Regions from separate parts of the Mus musculus genome. Here region 1 is linked to region 2. The links are chromatin contacts, called in public promoter capture Hi-C maps. All regions are on one chromosome and are shown on one strand. The core of a region is the stretch at or near the end of the contact, and the rest is flanking DNA. Distances in the headings are between cores, read along the strand shown.

Region 1 (3,263 bases), core at 309-2,808, 650 kb after region 2:
GTTTTGTAATTATAAAGATTGTAGAAAGATATTACATTAAACTGGGCATAGTGGTGCATACCTTTAGACCCAGGAAAGGCAGAGACAAGCTGATCTCTGAGTTCTAGGACAGCCGTAGTCTGTCTCAAGGAAAAAAAAAATCCCTGTCTCGGGGGTGAAAAGTACAACTCAATTCGAAGGGATCTGCTCTCAATTCAGGAACATGTAAACAATACATGTGGTAGGTAAGCCCCGACAATGACTCTTGGTCACCAAAATTATTGTTCAAGAGAAGCGGATTTAAAGTATACACATTTTTTTGCTTCAGAGCACATCCCTTCTTCAACGTAATTTTAGAAGCCATTTTTAAAAAATCAAAATATGTCACAAAACCACTTGATGCTAGGTGTATGCTGTCAGTAGCCAATGCCATCTTTTAAGGATGGTTTTTTTCTCCTCCCATCATACGACTCAAATCTAAAACAATCCTAATAAGATGCTCTAGATGGTAACCTAAGAACACACAAACACTTCAAAAGAAAAAAAGATCACTGCGTACATATACACTGATCCTTTTTTATCCAAGGCCCAGCAGAGACTAATCCCTCTCCTCCGAGGCCTCTCGGTTCCCGGAGCCTCTAACCTGCGTCTGGAACGCCTTTGAAAGCCCCAAGAAGTGGCCTGCAAATACCATTTGCAGTGCCAGCAGCCGCACTCCTCCCCACCGCAGCTCCGGCTCACACTTGTGGAATCTCTTCTCAGCGCTCTACTCGAGGCCGAGGAGCCCGCCCAGCACGCACAAGTCACCCCTCTTTTCCTGCACATGGAGGAGCCGAGCCCTCCTCTCACCGAGGCCCCCCCACCAAGTCCCGCTTTCCGGGGAGACTCGTCTACCCGAAAACCCTGCCCCCATCTCGCCTCGATCCCTTTCCCACCTAGAGTCGCCGGCTCCCCCATTTTGAGAAGGGGGTCCGTTCCACTTCTTCCTCCCCTTCCGGCGTCTCCCGTGGAAACCGAAAGGGTAACGGTCACTGAGAGCCGCCTTTTCCCGCGCGTGGCCGCAACCTTCTCCTTCAGGACTCTCTCTCACGCGCGTAGGCGCGCCGGCCAGCCGCGCGCGGCCGAGAAACCCCGCGCGCGGCCTGCGCAGCCCCGCGCCCCCCGCGGCCGAAGCACGCGCCCCCTCCCCTCAGCCCCGCCCTGCCCGCGCGCCGGGCCCGCGCTCTCGGCCCCCACGTTTGCCGCGCCGGCCTTCCAGCTCCAGGCTCCGTAGCTCCGGACGCCTGGCCTGGAGCCCCGGCCACCTTCCCTCCATTCTACTCGGCCGGGCCAGTAGCTCGCGTCTCTAGCACCACAGCTTCACCTTTTAAATTTTCCGCCATCTTTCTCCACAGCTAACAACATTCGGGCCTAACCGGCCTCGCGAGAAGAGAGCGCGCGCGGGCGTGGCCGGGGACGCGCAGTCGATTGGCCGCTCCTCGCCGCTCGCAGCTCCGGCTCGGACCAACCGCGGAGCTGTGCCTGGACTCCTCCCGTCACCAGGAGTGGTCTCGAGAGCCCGTGCTCGCTGCCTTTATTCAGAGTGCGCCTGCGCAGTAGCAAAGCTTGCCTTTGCTCCAGGACCCGCCCCTTGTCAGTCATATTGCTAGCCAATCGCGGCGTCAGCCAGTCATAAAGGGCTTGTTTTGTGCAACCCCAATTCTGCCAGTCATTTATTTTAACCTCGCGCAGGCATTCACTGCCAGGGTGGACCTAGAGCCATATATATAGGTGCTCAGCCAGTCACCTGATTGAAATAAATAATAAGTCGGTCGCCGCCATCAGATGTCCGTTTCCATCACTCGCTTCTTCATTCACACTCAGTCAATAGTAGCATCCATCTGTGCCCTGCAGCCGTCTGAGTTCATAGAAGCACAACCCTTGTCAGGCAGCCTGCTATTCCCTCAAACTGTCCCCATCACATTGTTAGCCAGGCAGCCCTTTCTCCATCTTCCTTGAAGGAGACGTCTCAAACTCCAATGGCCACCCATGTCCCGAAGTGGACTGGGATTAGGTCAGGACAAATTATTGTCAGCACCCATGTAAGAGCCACACCCAGCGACAAAGTGCTGGAGGAGGGAGACAGGAGCCCCAAGCTTGCTCTTAGAGGACAGAACCCATTCCTGTAAGCTGTCCTCTGTTCACACCTGCACTTTGGTAGGTGTATACACACATACCCCAAATAAATTTAATATTAAAAAAAATACAATGAGATCAATCAAGGATGATGCTTACCATTGACCTTTGACCTACATATGTGTCTGCATACACACATACACACACCCAATAAATGTAATAAGAATTAAAAAGAAAATGGATCACAATCAAGGGAGATGCCTGCTGTTGACCTCTAGCCTACATATGTGTATGCACACGTACACAGTCCACAGTAACACGCACATATACCAGAAGAGTTAGAAAGAGCCAGGATTTCGCAAAGTGCAATTATTACAGATTTACAGACGTATTCATATCTCTAGTGTCAACAAGACATGAGAAACCCTATACTGCACAGCAGGAGGACAGAGTTACGTGCTACACAAACTTCAATGTGGCCCATCAATTATTTTTCTAAATCCATTTCACTAAATATCAGCTTAAAGTAATTTGGGCATCAGTAGTTATCATGAAATGCTTCCCTGACTTATCTTTTTTTTTTTTTTAGATTTTCTTTTTTTTTCCTTTTTTTAAAAATTGGTTATTTTATGTATTTACATTTCAAATGTTAAACCTTTTCCCTATTTTCCCCCTGGAAACCTCCTATCCCATCCTCCATCCTCCCTGCTTCTATGAGGGTGCTCCCCTACCACCACCAAACCACTCCCGCCTCACCACCCTAGCATCCCCTTACTTGCTGGGGCATCGAGCTTCCACAGGACCAAGGGCCTCCCCTCCCATTGACGCCAGATAAGGTCATTCTCTGCTACATCTGCAGCTGGAGCCTGCCTTATCTTAATGGCTTTGTTTATCCTATAGGTTTGGAAAGTATGCTGAGGCCCTGTGCCCTACCACCACTGAAGTTGACTAAAATGGCTGTGGTCAAGTCAAGCTGGGTTCCTATAATGACTCTATCTTTTCTCATTTCCATTATGGGTCAATCTTCTGAAGTGTTAGGTTCCTCAGAGAGACTTGGATTCTATCAGGATACTTTGCAACCATGCATGTATCTGAGGGGGACGGGGGAGCTTTCCTGACAGAGCTGTTCCTCAGCTAACCCCGGGACTCATTCATTCTCCCTCTCACCT
Region 2 (3,336 bases), core at 68-2,567:
TAGTTTGTTCATGAGGCACTGAGCTACGTAATACAATGGTAAATTAGACAGCATGATCCATACTCCAGTGGAGACCCTAGTCCAAAAACAACCCTCCCATTTGTTAACACATTACCTACCCAGAAAATAGCTTAAATGTAACCTAACCAAAAATTAGGCAGCTCTAGATTCCCAGGTGTGCCTGGGCCATACATCTCTCAAGCCTACTGTTGTTGGGAGAGCTGGATCTGGGAAAGGAAGACAAGATCTGAAGTACTCATGGTTCCCTGCCTTACCCAAGCATTTCTCAACAGTCCTTGTAATTTTTTCAGAAATCCTTCCATTCAGAGTCCTGCCTCCCTCGGATGGAAACCCAAGCTTAGCCTAGGGGAAGGACTATGCCCTAGTAGGTTCTACTGATTGGATGCTCTTCCATACAACTTTGGCTCATGAGGAAAACAAGAACTGCCTGGCAGAAGCCATGCCCCATGGATGTGATAGACCATGACCAAGGGACAGTAAGGATTAGAATCAACTAAGATTTATTTATCTTATGTGTTTGAGTGTTTAGCTCACATACATTTCTGCGCAGGGACACTGGTTTTCCTTCCTTAGGTAACAAGGTAGACGACAGATGATATAGATGATAGATGGCATGGGTATGTGTGTGTGCACGCCCCTCCCCCTCGACCTATTAGGGAGCTCAAAGAAACTTGTAGCTGGCTAGAAATCTGATTTAGAGACTAAGTAGTAGAAACATGTATGTTCCCTCTTCTTGTCCGCATGGACACTGCTGTGGTTGAGTTCCGAACTATGTCTCTAGAACATCCACAACATCTACTTGTGGAAACTAACACTTGGAGGTGGGAAGATGCATAAATAGTTGAGAGCACTTAATTCTCACAGAGGGTCTGGGTTCAATTCCTAAGACCCACGTGGTGGTCCATAACTCACGTTCGGGGGGGGGGGATCGATCCAATGCCCCTCTTGTAACCTCTGTAGTCACCAGCACGAACACCTTACACGCGCGCGCGCGCACGCACACACACACGCGCGCACACACGCACACACACGCACATTTTACCTTCTTTAAGTACCGGGGGCAGGGGGGAGGGGGGAGTTTCCCCGTGTGCTCGTGCACGCGCGCACGCACGCACGCGTAGGGAATGTAAGTAAAGCGTCTAGACAATAAGGACCTAAAATGAAAGAGCCATAAGCTACCTACTTACGTTTTTATTTCTCAGTTCTCCAAGTTCCAAATCATCCGGCCCACTAAGGTCCAAACTTGGAGGAAGCTCGAGTCTCTGCTTATTAACACGTGTCGCGGCACGGCTGACTTGTGCGTCACCAACCACAAGGTGGCGAAAGAGATTATCACATCAAACCAGCCTGCCTTCTGCCTCTTCTATACCATTATTTTGCTAAGCAGAAGCATTTCCTGAGCGTGAGTCATTCAATGAGCACAGTGGTCCTATGGATTGTGGCCCTATGGATTAGCTATGATTTCACAGATGAGCAAACCAAGAGCTGCAGATACCTGTGGAGTTTGGCTGTTACCTATTTTTAGTACTGCATCTGCATTTACACCAGCGTCACCACACACATATGAGTACTGTAGTGTTACTTATTTGGCAATTGCTCTGCCATCTTTTGGCAATAAGAATTTATTTCATCCTCATCACAGTCTTACAGGATCACCATCATATATGTGGTCTGTTGATCAAACATCATCATACAACACATGACTATATGTTTCTATATGTTATCTATGTTTTTACTTAAAGGTTTTTTATTATGAAAGAAACTGTATTCCTGGTAACAACTTTCAAATTATAATAATGAGTAAAAAGTCTCCTTTCTTCCCATTAGAACTAGTCAAAAGCGTAACTCCTCACATATTCCTTCATAATTTGTTTACAAATACATAAGCATACTTCATATGTTTATCTTACAATGCACACAAATATATTGTACACACTGTTCTACAGCTTGCTTTTTCTAATTAGGACAGTATCTTGATAGCAGATGTGAGCTGAGGCCACACTGGCCTGTGGACCTCATTTACAGATCTGGAGTAGGACGTGACTGTCCTCACCTGAGAACAGCAAGTGTGTCACCTGATATATTGCAGCCTGAGGTGACAATGAAATGTGGAAGAAGAGAGCGGACTCTCTGCAGCAGCAAGAAAGCGTGGTGAGGTGTAAGGCAAGCCTGTTAATGGGCAGCAAGTGGGACTGGTCCCCATCTCTGGTATATTCAGGTCCTTAAGCTATAGTTTTGAGAAAGTTCAGATTTGGATACAGGCAATGTTCACAGTGCCTTTGGGGACAGGGCACCTCTTTACACCACCGCACAGTGCCAACGTGTGGAAACCCTGTGGGGTAGTAATTGGTAGCATTTTAAAGGTGACAAAATTGAGACTCAAAGAGGACAAGGCTCCCAAGGCTACCCTACTTGAAGCAGCACCTCCCCTTACCTACCTTGTCAGTACTTACAGGACCCTGGGGAACTATTGGCTATTGGTAGACTCTGGAAGACCGGATATCATTATCTTCAGATATGTACCCACTAGGGAAGCCAGCCAGGTCCAGTGCATAACTCCACAGTTACAGTCACATAAGCAACCCTTTTTAAACTGAGTATGTCACAAAACAAGAAGCCATGAGTGTAGGAAAGGGAGGACAGGGGTGAGAGAGAGACAAGAAAGTAAGGATTAGAGCAGTCAGAATCCATATATATAAACATATATGACATTATTACAGAACAAACTTAATTTATAAAAAACATTAAAAACACCCACATAAAATTAACCTAAGAAAATCAAAGATACAGATTTTACTTCTTGGTGCCTAAATATCAAGTAATTTTTTAAAAACCAATCCTAGAAAACTGTTTTTTGTTTGTTTGTTTGTTTGTTTGTTTGTTTTAATTAGCAACAAATGGTTAGCAGTGAATGTAATTGTCTGACTCTATGATTACTACTCAGAAAAGTTAAATAACTCATGTACTTTAAAAAAGAAATTGAAAGGGAAAAGGATGGACCTGGACATTGTTTTGTTAAGTGAGGTGATCCAGATTCAGAAAGGAAGAGGCAGGCGGATTTCTGAGTTCAAAGCCAGCTTGGTCTACAGAGCAAGTTCCAGGAAGTCAGCCAAGCAGAGAAACCCTGTCTCGGGGAGAAAAAAGAAGAGAAAGAAAAGAAGACAGGCAGGCAGGCAGGCGGGCAGTGAAATACTGGATGTTCTCTCTCATGTACAGATGTGTGTGTGTGTGTGTGTGTGTGTGTGTGTGTGTGTGTGTGTGTGTTGTGTGATATGAAACTAGAAAGGAGACAAAAGGGGAGAAAGAAGGTGTTGA

Evidence for each region. Promoter capture Hi-C pulls out the DNA fragments that hold promoters and counts their contacts.
Region 1: a promoter capture Hi-C map of pre-B cells shows a contact between it and region 2, with 9 times the contacts expected there. The contact joins the promoter of Suv39h1 here to the promoter of 2010204K13Rik in region 2. A contact is called at or near these places in 6 of 39 promoter capture datasets (the SN4741 cell line, cranial neural crest, liver and 3 more), 1 of 115 datasets of contacts at active chromatin or transcription factors (astrocytes) and 1 of 9 other capture datasets (liver).

The regions. Positions count from the first base shown.
Region 1 is chrX:8,073,202-8,076,464 of GRCm38.p6, forward strand. It overlaps Suv39h1 (suppressor of variegation 3-9 1), which reads right to left and starts at 1,559. Exons shown (of 6, transcript NM_011514.2): 1 at 1,343-1,559. The coding sequence starts at 1,361.
Region 2 is chrX:7,421,671-7,425,006 of GRCm38.p6, forward strand. 2010204K13Rik (RIKEN cDNA 2010204K13 gene) reads right to left here and starts at 1,318. Exons shown (of 2, transcript NR_027924.1): 1 at 1,209-1,318.